Linked DNA regions of Mus musculus: all the other regions are linked to region 1. The links are chromatin contacts, called in public HiChIP or PLAC-seq and Micro-C maps. All regions are on one chromosome and are shown on one strand. Each heading gives the region's core, a stretch centred on a gene start, on an enhancer-like site or on the middle of the called end of the contact. The rest is flanking DNA. Distances are from core to core; before and after follow the strand shown. Region 1 holds the start of Helt (helt bHLH transcription factor). Region 2 has its middle 7.6 kb from the start of Gm31111. Region 3 overlaps Cenpu (centromere protein U). Region 4 holds the start of Irf2 (interferon regulatory factor 2).

Evidence for each region. A called contact is a pair of places that touch in the nucleus more often than the background predicts. HiChIP or PLAC-seq counts read pairs in DNA pulled down with a chosen protein or histone mark.
Region 2: an H3K27ac HiChIP or PLAC-seq map of embryonic stem cells shows a contact between it and region 1, with 2.7 times the contacts expected there. The contact joins the enhancer-like site here to the promoter of Helt in region 1. A contact is called at or near these places in 3 of 484 Hi-C or Micro-C datasets (the Ba/F3 cell line, embryonic stem cells and palatal mesenchyme) and 1 of 115 datasets of contacts at active chromatin or transcription factors (embryonic stem cells).
Region 3: a contact with region 1 is called in an H3K4me3 HiChIP or PLAC-seq map of embryonic stem cells, with 29 read pairs. The contact joins the enhancer-like site here to the promoter of Helt in region 1. A contact is called at or near these places in 4 of 39 promoter capture datasets (the C10 cell line, hippocampal neurons, liver and 1 more), 1 of 15 datasets of contacts at CTCF or cohesin (the NIH/3T3 cell line), 2 of 484 Hi-C or Micro-C datasets (embryonic fibroblasts and embryonic stem cells), 4 of 115 datasets of contacts at active chromatin or transcription factors (all in embryonic stem cells) and 3 of 9 other capture datasets (adipose tissue, liver and pancreatic islet).
Region 4: a Micro-C map of embryonic stem cells shows a contact between it and region 1, with 6 times the contacts expected there. The contact joins the promoter of Irf2 here to the promoter of Helt in region 1. A contact is called at or near these places in 6 of 39 promoter capture datasets (the C10 cell line, embryonic stem cells, neural stem cells and 1 more), 26 of 484 Hi-C or Micro-C datasets (differentiating embryonic stem cells, embryonic stem cells and stem cell-derived epiblast-like cells), 7 of 115 datasets of contacts at active chromatin or transcription factors (all in embryonic stem cells) and 1 of 9 other capture datasets (embryonic stem cells).

The regions. Positions count from the first base shown.
Region 1 is chr8:46,293,144-46,296,059 of GRCm38.p6, forward strand. It overlaps Helt (helt bHLH transcription factor), which reads right to left and starts at 1,528. Exons shown (of 4, transcript NM_173789.4): 1 at 881-1,528; 2 at 342-446; 3 at 25-121. The coding sequence starts at 907.
Region 2 is chr8:46,685,228-46,688,046 of GRCm38.p6, forward strand. No RefSeq gene overlaps it. Among named protein-coding and RNA genes, the nearest start is that of Gm31111, 7.6 kb to the left of the region's middle. Within about 2 kb of position 1,519, at least 439 of the 459 cell types and tissues checked have an H3K27ac peak or open chromatin away from gene starts, as enhancers often do. A contact at or near this core is called in the Ba/F3 cell line, embryonic stem cells and palatal mesenchyme, where this site is marked.
Region 3 is chr8:46,572,760-46,575,709 of GRCm38.p6, forward strand. It overlaps Cenpu (centromere protein U), which reads left to right. Exons shown (of 13, transcript NM_027973.4): 9 at 1-71; 10 at 674-721; 11 at 1,090-1,151. Primpol (primase and polymerase (DNA-directed)) reads right to left here. Exons shown (of 15, transcript NM_001001184.2): 15 at 2,824-2,950. Among named protein-coding and RNA genes, the nearest start is that of Cenpu, 22 kb to the left of the region's middle. Within about 2 kb of position 1,427, at least 26 of the 459 cell types and tissues checked have an H3K27ac peak or open chromatin away from gene starts, as enhancers often do. A contact at or near this core is called in embryonic stem cells, where this site is marked.
Region 4 is chr8:46,737,814-46,741,020 of GRCm38.p6, forward strand. It overlaps Irf2 (interferon regulatory factor 2), which reads left to right and starts at 1,932. Exons shown (of 9, transcript NM_008391.4): 1 at 1,932-2,123. Gm16675 (predicted gene, 16675) reads right to left here and starts at 1,702. Exons shown (of 3, transcript NR_045750.1): 1 at 1,349-1,702.

The DNA of each region.
Region 1 (2,916 bases), core at 278-2,777:
TCCTTTGCCTGAATCAATGCCCACCTTTTTCCCTTCCCCGGGGAAAATCCGCGGAATGCAGAGCTCTGAGGTACTGCACTGTCATCTCCAGGATCTCCGCCTTCTCCAGTTTCCCGGAACTCTGCAAAAACCCCACAGGAGCTTAGAGGCGGCCCATCCACAGCAGACCCACGCACATGCTCTCTGTCTTCTGTAGGGGAGCAGCCAGGAAGATGCTGGCGTCAGAGAGGCTACTGCCGCCCAGAGTGGGGCGAGTTCTCTTAGGCCAGCAGCGTCTGTAGAGACTTTGGGGACTCTGCAGAGAGTGACAGTGGGGGAGTACCCAGCACCACAAACGTTACCTGTTTCGCCAGGGCCATAGGGACTGTCTTGCCCAGCTCGTTCAAGCAGCGGTTAATTCGGTCCCTCCTTCTCTTTTCTATCACTTTATGAGAAACCGGGGTTCTCTGTAAACAGAAAGTTTTGCATTTAAGATGGCTTCGCCCAAGGAGTCATCCAAGGCAAAGCTTCTGTGTTACAAGGGTCACTAATTCGCCAACCCGAAGAGACCCCTGCCCCGCCACACTAGACCAAGAGAGCTCTGTGTCCCCGGACTCAGAGCTCTGTGTCCGTGCTGGCTGGCTCTCTTGCCGTTCAACTTCCCTACACATCCCTGCCAAGGCCAAGCTAAGTGCCAAGGCTCTGGGACGTGGCCACCCGCCTCCCAGAGTGAGCTGTCTCCAATCAAGGACTCTCCTTCCAGTCTCTGTTCCCTTTCCAAACCACTCTGGATTTCTCCACACTTAAAGTTCTGGGTGGCACATCTTAGTCATCTATCCAGCCAGATGTCAGGTTAGTTGGTGAGTCACACTCTTCCACCACCAGAGCGCAAGGAACTCACTTTGCGTTCCTTGAGCCTGTCAGACATTCTGGTGTGCGTGCGCGCCCTCGGCAGAGGCGGTGGCGCGAGGCACTCGTCCACGTTCCACCTCGTGTGCCTCTTCAAGTGTTCCAGGTAGACTGCAGCCTCCCAGGTCCGAGGGGGCTCCCTTTATAAAGCAGCCATCTAGGACTGCAAGTGCATTCTCACGCGCTGAATTATTCCATAGGATTAGGAGTTCTGCGTTTGGAGCATGTATGCATTCAAGGTCAGTTTTAAAGAAGTTGACAAAAAAATTTTTAGCAGCCGAGGGGGGCGAGGTGGGGGCAGATCAGCTTTGTTAATCCACGTGGCTCTTCAAAGGACACGTGATTCGTCCAGGAATAACATTTGCATGGCAACAGGCACCTCAGGAAGAGGGGGCGAGAAACTGGAGCCGGCGGACCAGCGAGCGCCTGCACTCTTAGCCGGCGCAGAGCGCAGGGGCGCAGTGGCTGCGGGCACCGGGGGGCGAGGACCTTCACAAAACAGCGTCGCTTCCTTTAGTCCCACCGCTGAGTCTCACACGATCGCCTGTTTACAAATCCCAGCAAGCCCGCGGTCCCAGCGCCGAGTGCGTTTTAAAGCCTGTCCAGAGTCATTAAAGTAATTAAGTAAGCCTTTAATAGGCTGTTCCGCCGGGTTCAAGGGAGAGCTTCTGGAGACGGAGGCGCCCCGTTTGTTCCCAGGCTTTTCTCACACGACTTGGTGACACGTCCGTCTCCCCCCTTTTTGTTTACACCGCTTTATTTGTCCGGACATCCCGGCAGGTGTGGGGCTGCGGCTGGCACACGAGGCTCCCGCCTCGCTTCGCCCCTCCCGCGGGCCTTTGGCACGCGACTCTCTCCTCCCCCCGCCCCAGTCTCTGACCAAATCCTCTGCTTTCTTTTCTCCCCCCTCCGGCTCTCTCTTCGCGGGGGGAAGAGGCTCAATTTGTAGCCTATTATCCTATAGGAAAATGTCCATTGAAAAGTATGAATAGTTTCATTGGGCTAAATTTTAATAATGCCAAGAGTGGGGTGGAGGACAGACAGGCGGGTGTGTGTGTGTGTGTGTGTGTGTGTGTGTGTGTGTGTGTGTGTGTGTGTGTGTGAGGGGGGTGGGAGGATTGGGGCAACACAGAGGAGAGTGGGCCGAGAAGAAAAGGGAGAATGCAGCTGGCCCAGGCGAGCATTATGCGCCGTCACCTGCATGAGGGGGCGCCTACAGACCCCTATTCATTTGCCTAATTTTGGTCAATTTAACAAACTTCAGGAGAAATTATTGTGGCTTTGTCAGGGAGGGTGAAGCCTTCTGATCGAATTAACAGCATGTTTTGATCCGGTAAATGTCATTAGAAAGGGAGAAACAATCGCGCTTAGAGGGCTCTGGGTAATGCGCCCAAGTGGAGACGCCAAAGCGCACAGCTCACAAAGGGAGCAAGTAGCTGCCACAGGGAACTTTTGTACCCGCCCATCGCCCAAGTTTTGACACAAAAAGGCATTATTTCATACTTGAATACGTTTAATCCAACGATTGTCTATTTTTTGCAAACATATTTTCACAGCATTGTTAACTTTTTATGTCCCCCTCTCGCGGGCGCCTTTTCTTAACGTTTGGGGGCGGGAGAGCGCAGACACTTTGGGCATCAATATTTGTCACTGAAAAGGGTCCCGTGAAGTTAGGGAATTTGATCTCTTTTTTATGGTTTTAGAAAGCGAAATATGGGGGGGGGGGAGGGAAGAGACGGACAGAAACTCAGAAGGAAACTTACTGGACAGGCCCAGAGGGAAGGAGGGGGTGGCAGTTCCTGGGAACTCTCTCTCTTTGCTCGCTGTGTCTTTGCCTTGAGCCTGCTGTACAGCCCCAGACCTCTACCAACCAACCTCTCATTGCTGCCTCTGGGCATGTGGGGGGTGGTGGAGGGGGCGAGCTTTCCTTCATATAAAAACAATAAAAATGACCTTTGCTTTATGACTTTATTCCAGAGTCAGCAAGTTCTCATCTGTTCCCAATCTTTCTCATCTGGGAACAAGGAA
Region 2 (2,819 bases), core at 269-2,768, 390 kb after region 1:
TTAGATAACAGATTAGACTTCTGCAGAAAAACAGACCAAAAGGACTCAAAACAAAACAAAACAAAACAAAACAAAACAAAACAAAACAAAAAAAACCTTCAGTAGAAACATTTATAACATTTGACCAAATATCTGGGTCCTGTGAGTCTAGCAAAACTGATACATGAAAAGAACCATGGCATCAACAGGAGACAGAATGATACAAATTGTACATAAACAACTACAGGAACGAAAAGAGGAGGAAGTATCTTCTAACTTATTTTATGGGAATAACATTACCCCGTGTTCAACCTAGGGATGAAAGACCTGTTTGAACTCTGAAAAACCAAGCAATATAACTAAGTGTGTCAATCAACATCAACACTACCAACCACAAAAACAACCCCAAAAGCACACCACCATTTCAAGTAAAAGAATTTGACCAAGCTTAGACGGTAACTTTCAGAACTTTCAGAAACCTAAAAATAGACCAAAAAACAAAAAAACAACAAAAAAACCCCTAGGATATCTGTAAAAGAGATACAATAACAACAGAGAAACAATAACAACAAATCCATAGTCAATACCCAGTCCTCTGGGAAAGACTGAACGGCTCTCTCTTTATATCCGAGGAAGAAGCCAGTAGTGACTGCCCTCATTTCTGTCCCAACTATTGCAACAAGGCAATAAAGTATATAAAACACACATGCTGGAAAAAATAAAAAAGACTATATTTGAAGATGACGAGGTTGTCCATATTAAGAAAAAAATCCTAAAGGATCTATAAAAAATACACAAGAAATAAAGAACAAGTTAAGCAAACTCATAGAGTACAAACATAATATTAACAAATCCTTAATAGTTCAAGTGCTATCAACAATTAGAATTCACGTTGTAAAGAATTTTTTTTCCTGAGTTGTTCCATTAGAAAAAAAGGAGGGAAGAAGAAGAAGGAGGAGGAGGAGGAGGAGGAGGAGGAGGAGGAGGAGGAGGAGGAGGAGGAGGAGGAGGAGAGAAGAAGAAGAAGAAGGAGGAGGAGGAGGAGGAGAAGAAGAAGAAGAAGGAGAAGAAGGAGAGAGAGAGAGAGAGAGAGAGAGAGAATGAATTTAAATTATGTTCAAATAACATGGTAGAAAATATCCGGTGTATAAAATATGTATTCTACATGCTTTGCTTTACATTTGACATAGTCTACCTAAAAGGGATTCTTTATCCTTCCAAATAATGAAATGCATGAAACAGAAATGTAATCTCTTGATCCAAAACTTAATCTTAACATTCTGCTGTTTAAGCTTCCAGATGGTACCTTTTTTAATCTTGATTTTGGCGCGCGCGCGCGCGCGCACACACACACACACACACACACACACACACACACACACACACACACACACACACATTTTCAATAGCAGTCTTATATTTCAAAGAGAGTGGGACTGATGTGGGACTTCTCTCCTTGGAAGGCTTGCCTCCCTGGATTTAACAACCTGTTTGTTGATAGCACAGATGTGGTTTCTCCTCACTGTCCACTTGGGGGCTATCTCAATCTATTTCAGATCCACTAGATAGGGACTGTCTTCCTAAACCGAGTCTTCCTGTCTAGCAGGAACTCATAGATTGTCCCTGTGATATGAAACGAGGCCGTTAGGCCCCAGTACCTGACTTTTTTTTGATACCTTTTAAAGTACATCATTAATGAAAACTAAACTCGCACAGGGTTCTGCACGCCTACCTTGCATTACCACTGCGTCTGCGCGCCACAAGTGTGGACTACATCTCCCAGGATGCATCGTGTCCCCGCCCGCGCAGCCTTACTTCCTGCGAAGGACTTCCGGAGTGTTAGTAACCTTGCTGACTACTGGATTTAGGGTCTTTTTGGGAGGTCACTGGGACTAGCTTGTATTTTTCTGGGAGGAGAGGGGGACAGCAAGCCATAACAGGGCGGCATCTGTCCCGTTTTCTGGTGTGCACAGACCTTGCTTTCTGGGAGAGGCGTTGGCTCCGCCTTCAGGCAGTCCTCTTACAGGTGGTTGGCTGTTGTTCTTGTCATTCAGCCGAGTCCTTGGACTTGTCAGAGATCATCAGTGAGACAGGCCAGCAATCCTGAGTTATAGTGGTTTAGTGACCATTTCTTTTCTTTTCTTTCACCCACCCCCTTTAAACCACGGACATTTTAGTGAAAAATAAAAATACTATAGATAAGTTGTCAGATAATTTATTCTGCAAACGTATGCGTGCTTTCTTTACCAGGTGTTTTTAAGGATTTTGTTAGTGTTGGCCTGGAATCCTTTTTTTCTAATCTTTTAAAACCTATTACTACTAATGTGTCTTGAAGATACTACTTAGGGAAAACTGAAAGTGTGTGTGTGTGTGTGTGTGCGCGCGCGCGCGCGTGTGGTGTAATTTCTAAGGAACTACAATTCCCATCCAGTTCAGATTGAAATGGGCTAAAGGGTGAGTGCGGTGGGCTCAGTGGTAGAGTACTTGCCTAGCATACTTTAAAAAATTCAAAAAAGGTGACTCAAAGTGGGCATACATTTCTTTATAAAAAGACACTGTTGAGGAAATGGGTGGGTCGGGGGCTTAAGATGCATGTCCTAGTTTGTTGATTCTGGAGTCTCTGTGAGTCACTATGCTTCCTCTCCGTACTTGATAGTTTTGTGAAAGCAACTCAAAAGGACACGCTCCTTCTCCATAAACACCCTAAAATTGAGATGCTAATAATGATATGATGATGGTTAAAACAAAAATAATGTGGACTGTGTAATAAGAGGTCAGATTAACTAGAAATGCTAGTTAAGATATAAATGTTGGAGAGATGACTCAGTGGTTAAGAGCAC
Region 3 (2,950 bases), core at 177-2,676, 280 kb after region 1:
TAGAATCTGAAAGTTGTAATCAAGCCATCAACAAGTTTTATTTTAAAATGAAAGGAGAACTCATCAGAATGGTAAGTTTCTTGTATTTGTTTGAGACAGGGTCTTTGTATGTATCCCTAGCTGTCCTGGAACTCACTATGTAGACCTGGCTGGTCTCAAACTCACAGAGATCTGCCTGCCTCTACCCTCCAAGTGCTGAAATGAAAGGCAGATACCAATACACCTGGCTACTCTAAAATGTTTTAAACTAAAGTTTGGACATGATCCTGTGGTTGTAGAACAGCTTGCACTTGCTGGCTCTGTGACGAGAAACACGTGAGAACTCCTCTTACTTCCTTCTGTGCATGTGTGGATGTGGAAGCCAGAGGCCCACTCTGAGTAACTTCACCAATCACCCTAAAACTTACTGTTTGAGACAGGTCTCACTGAACTTGAAGATCATTGGCTTCTCCAGGCTGGCCAGCCAGTGAGCTCAGCTGGACCACAAGGACCCACTCATCCCCACCAGCCCCTCATAAAATCCAAATGTGCCAGTGCCAGGATCCAAGCTTGGGTCCTCTTGCTTTTGTGACAGGCGGTTTACCAACTGGTGTCTCCCAAAGGCCTTCTCATGTGGATCTTTATACAGTTCATCTTGGAAAATGAGATATACTTTATTTTGTTGTCGTTGTAGCTTAAAGAAGCCCAGATGTTAAAAGCCCTGAAAATGAAGAACACCAAGGTAATCGCCAAATCTCTTAGTGAGTCATGGGCTATGAACCAGGGGAGTAAGGAAACACTTGCTGGTAGTTTTGTGACCTGCAGTTTTATAAGGGCTTTTGTGGGCTTGGTCAGGTTTTTAATTGCTTTTGTAATGTTAATGGACACTGAGGAATGGGGATCTCTGTTAGCCTTTTGTCAGTCCAAGTTACCCCCCCCCCCAGCCCCAGACAGCTCATAGACAGAAAAGATTACCCCTGGGTCTGTAGTGAATGAAACTGCTAAACAAGTCAAACTGGGAGGCAAGAGGAGGGTCCATGGACCCAAAGTCTTAGCTGAAGTGCTGAAACTTCTCCCATGTTAACCTAAGTACGTTATTATATTGCTCAGATAATTGCCAACATGGAAAAGAAAAGGCAGCGTTTAATTGAAGTCCAGGATGAACTGATTCGGTAAGGTAATATCTGCTCTATCTGAGAAGTCATCTAAAGGGGCAGTAGCGTTCGTCACTTAGGGGAGTGCTGTAAGGACCGTCAACTCTGCTCTGACTCTCAGCATCTGGTCTGGTCTCAGGCAGTCTGATTACAGCTTTAGCTACATAGACTATAGGATTAGACTGTCTGGAGCTTGAATCAGGCTCTACCATTGACTGCAGACTTGAGTGAGGCACTGACTGTTCAGGGCCTCAGCCCCTTCCTGTGTATATGGGCGTAACTGTACCTGTTCCTTAGAGGGTGTCCTGTGAGTCACTGAGTAAACCTAGGCACAGTTGTCTGCTGGTCTCAGGCAGAGAGGTCTGTTTATGTTGCTTGCTTGCTTATTTTACTTTTTGATAGATGGTTTTACTATGTAAGTCAGTCTGGTCACTGGCTCTTCAGTGACTGTTGAAATACACACTCTGCAGAGACACATCAGTCCTTATTCTGAGGTCTAGGGTTGGGGGCAGTCCCCATGCCCTGGGGTTAGTGCACACTGTGGTAGTCTGTCTGTACATTTTGGGCTTCTGAGGTATGGAGTGCGAGCCAGAGGCGTTCGTGTAGTAGAGTTTGCCACGCTCTCTACTCTAAAGATGCTTTAAAAGTGCTTGGACAGGCTGGGGATGTGGCTCAGTGGTAGAGCACCTGCCTGGCATGAACAGCAGTGCGTTAATTCCTAGGACCACATGGGTGTGGTCGCACAAGGCTTGAGCAGATCCTCCGATCTGTCAGTAAACACTTGAAATTACTAGGTTGTGTTTTGTTTTTTTGAGACAGGATTTCTCTGTATAGCTCTAGCTGATCTGGAACTTAATTTGTAGACCAGGCTGGTCTCGAATTCTTGTAGATTCACCAACCTGTGCTTCCCGAGTCCTGGGACTAAAGGTGGGCACTACCTTGCTGGGCTAAGTACTAGGTTTTAAGTGACTGCCACAGGATTTTGAGAGAGACAAATTAGTTGCCTATTCTGTTATTTACAGATTTGGCCAAAACAGGAAAAGTGGGGTAATATAGTAATATTGACAGTAACAGTTCACAGCTTCCTTTATGGGAGGGTACTTTTCCTAAATACGTCATTCAGTTGGCCCGTGCTTAGTCAATATGATTCCATGAGGTAGGTCACTGTATGGCTCTATAATTAAACTATAATAAGGCTGTTCTATTCAGCTCGTCATCAGTGTGAGACCACTGAGACGTGTTGAGACTGGACTTTTTAGTTCCTTTTCTAGGTGAAATTGTAGTCAGACAAATATTTTGAAAATGCATAGTAAGATAAAGTGTGTGATGGTTTAAACTTTGCATAGGAGGTGCCTGAGGCACTGGGGCGTCTCTTAGTTACAGCCCGTCCCATCCCTAGGGAAGGCAGGGAATGCAATCCTGGCCGTGGCCGTCAGTTTGCTGAGAAATCTTCAGTTGTTTGGTGTGAAGAGCTCTTTCTAAAAATTGAAAATAAAATGTTTTCATAGTTTATTCTGATCATGGTTTCCCCACTTTTGTCTCCTCCCAGATCCCCCGCACTTCACCTCTCCAACTCCATGCTTTCTTTCTCCTTAGGAGAACAGACAAATAAAAAACCAACCAACTAACCAACCAACCAAAATAAAACAAAGCAAACAGAGGGAAAAACACGAGAAACACACACTATTTTTCAATTCAAGCTTAGGTTTTTTTTATATTTTTATTTGCAAATTCCCTTTTCTTTTATAGGTGAAGAAACTAAGCCTCAGACACAGGCAGTTCGCCCAGGTCACACATCTTTCTCTCCAGGCTCTGGG
Region 4 (3,207 bases), core at 682-3,181, 450 kb after region 1:
ATTCTGGTTCACCTAGACTTCCTAAGATGATCCTGTCTAGAAAAAAAACAAAAAACAAAACAAACAAACAAACAAAAAACCCAGACACACAAACAAACAAGCAAAAATAAAAAACAGCAACAGCAAAGAAAACAACAACAAAAGGGGCCGCAGAGATGGGGGAAGGGGGCTTGCTGAGCAAGCAATGGGGAGTTGAGTTCAAATCCCCAAGACTCTTGAAAAGCCAGGTCTGGCTCTGTGCCCACCTCATTCCAGTGCTGTGGCTGGCAGAGACATGAAGATTGCTGGAGTGGCTGGCTACCAGCCTAGTTCTAGGTTCAGTGAGAAACCCTGTCTCCAATCAACACCGTGGAGAAGGGCTGAGCAGGACACTCTGGCCTCCGTGAGTACACATGCACACATGCACACATGTACCACACTCACCCATACACACACAAAGCCAGAAAATAATGACCTGTGGTTATTAGGCTTTTAACTTAGGTGCCTGGTGGGTAAAGACATACAACTACCATGCAGTGTGTATATCCCTGTGGTTACTGATATATGAAATATAAATGCAAGGAGTGTGCAGTGTTATTATGGGAGAAATAAAGGACACTGTGCAGGAAGGATCTATTTTGAGGCCACAAGACAGGGTCCTTAATCTCACTGCTCTCCTTCTACAAGGGCATGCATACTTTCCTTTATCCCTGTCTGTGGAATCCACTAATTCTATGGCAAAGAGGAGGTAGAATTATTTTTCAGATGTTTACACATAGATAGTGACAGTCTCCTAGGGTGGGATGCTTTCCCCAGTGGTTAGAGAAGGCAGGTGGTGGGCTGAGGAAACTGTAAGCCAGGCAAGAAGCAGGTGTAACTAAATGTAAGGGAATACTTTTAAAGTTAAGTGACCAAACAGCAAGAGGTTCCAAGCGAGCTGGCCTAGTAGAGCCCATAGGCCGCTGCACCTGTCATAGGTACTGGGCCCTCTTCTTGCATTCAGTATTGTCTCCACGGAACAGCACAGAGGACAGCAGCCAAGGATGTTCAACCAATAAGGACAGCCAAATTTAGGAGTTAACAGGCAGCGTTCCCTCCAGGTTCAGTCCCAATCAAGACAGTTTAAGTTCATGTAACTCAAACCCTTGCATTTTGCAGGAACTGGACCGGTTATGGCAAAGACATGAAGTAACTTTGGAGAGTGACTTTCTAGGGGAAGGCCTTCCTAACCATCCTAGCTTCCACACTGAGTGCCAGGCTGGCCCTTCAACCCCCCTCAAACCCCCCCCCCCCCCCCGTTCCCCAGTAGGAGATCCAATAAAGTAGGGGCACAAGTAATGCCGTCTTTTCAGCTGACTTCGTTCCTTACATTCCTTTGCAGCGGGCGACTTTCCAAGATGAGTTTGTATATGCAGCCTGTGCACAGCGGTTCTGAGCACTTAAGCCACAGGTCGGGAAGGGTCCCCAGGCTTCCGGGGCTCTCTCTGGTCCATCTCCACCCTTCAGGTAGGATGTAGAGTCAGGTCATCTCCTTCCTTCCCTACGGCCACCACCAGCTGGTGGCCAGCTCCCAAGCCAGCGCCCCGTCCACCACTTCTGGTGCCCCACAGTCCCAGCGTGGCCCCGGTGAAAAGCGCGCGCCCTTCGGCGCGATCCCCACGCTCACACGCGCTGCCGCTTGTTGCTCCCCGCAGCCGCGACGTGGGGAAGTGAAAATGAAATTGACTTTTCCGAGAAATGATGAAAGCCGTGCCGGCCGCCAATGAACAGCGGCGGCGAACTTCCGCACCTCCAGGCTGGCGGCTGGAGCCCTCCCTCTGCCTCCACCTCCGGGTTGCACAAGCTTGAAACAAACACTGGGGAGGAAGGGCGGGGAGGGAGGAGGGCGGAGGGGGAGCGAGGGAGGGAGCGGGGCCGGGAGAGGGCGGGGGTGGGGGGGATTTCCAGCCTCGGCTCCTCGCAGTTTCCTCTCCTTGTTTTGCTTTCGATCTGGACTGTTCTCAGGCAAGCCGGGGACTAACTTTTAGTTTTGCTCCTGCGATTATTCAACTGACGGGCTTTCATTTCCATTTTACACACCCTAACAACACTCACACCTTGCGGGATTGTATTGGTAGCGTGGAAAAAAAAAAGCACATTGAGAGGTAACATTTTTTTTTTTCAAATAATAGTTGTGGCTGTGCGTGTGTTTTCTCTCGAGGGCATGTTGACGGGGACAGGAGGAGCTATGTATGTATGTGCGTCCTGATGCTTTGACACGATGTTTTGCAGACGGAAAAATGCCGGGGTTCATAAATATTAATACCGATTTTTGGAGGAAGAGTCGGCGCAGTTATGGATCATCTGATTTTAGGGGAAGCAGGGGTCTGCTGCTGTTGCCGCTGGTACTGGGGCTGCTGAGGCTGCAAAGAGGAGGAGGTAGAGAGGGAGGAGGAGGAGGTTAGTGAAGGTTTAATTTCACTTTTGGATTTGCAGATGAGAAGAGGTGGCTCCATGGACACAGATCTGCTCTGTGTGATTCTGCGCTCCAGGTGTCGTGTGTTGTGGGTACAGGTCCGTTGGAGTCCGGCCTCATTTAAAATAAAATTGGTGTGTGTGTGTGTGTGTGTGTGTTGTATGTGTATGAGTGTTTACAGACACTGTCGCCACCAGGTCCGAGGAAGGGAACCGGGTTCTTCTCGGTGCCCAGCGGCCCTTCTTTCCCGGCGGTCTCTGGTGTAAATAGACTGGCACCCGCGGTCCCTAGATGCCCGTGCCCGGGCAGTGACCACTGTAAACTTGAAGGCTGCCCTAAGGCGGTCCCAGGATGCGCTCGCCCGCGGGGCTTGGGGTCGGGTGACCGGCGTCTGGTGCCAGTGGACACTCGGGCCGGGCGGGCTCCGCGCGCGGCTGGGCGCGGGCCTGGCCGGCGCGCCCGGCTTCCTGGGGACTGGGCCGCCGCCACACGCCAGGAACGTCGCGTCCTCCTCCCCGCCGGCCAGCGTCTGGCCTGGCCTCCGGGCTTTGTCACTGCACTTGTCCCAGCGCGTGAGGCGCCTCGGAGGCGCGTCCCCGGAGGGCTCCGCGCTCAGGGGTCACCCACCCCGGCGCGGCCTAGCTGCGAGTGCCTCCGGGTCCCCGCGGGCGCCCCCGGGGCCGGCCTGGCGCGCTGGGCCCCGACCCGCCTTGGCTACGGAACGGGCGAGGTGTGGGGGCGGGGAACCTCCGGGGACCGAGCGGCGCCCGGCG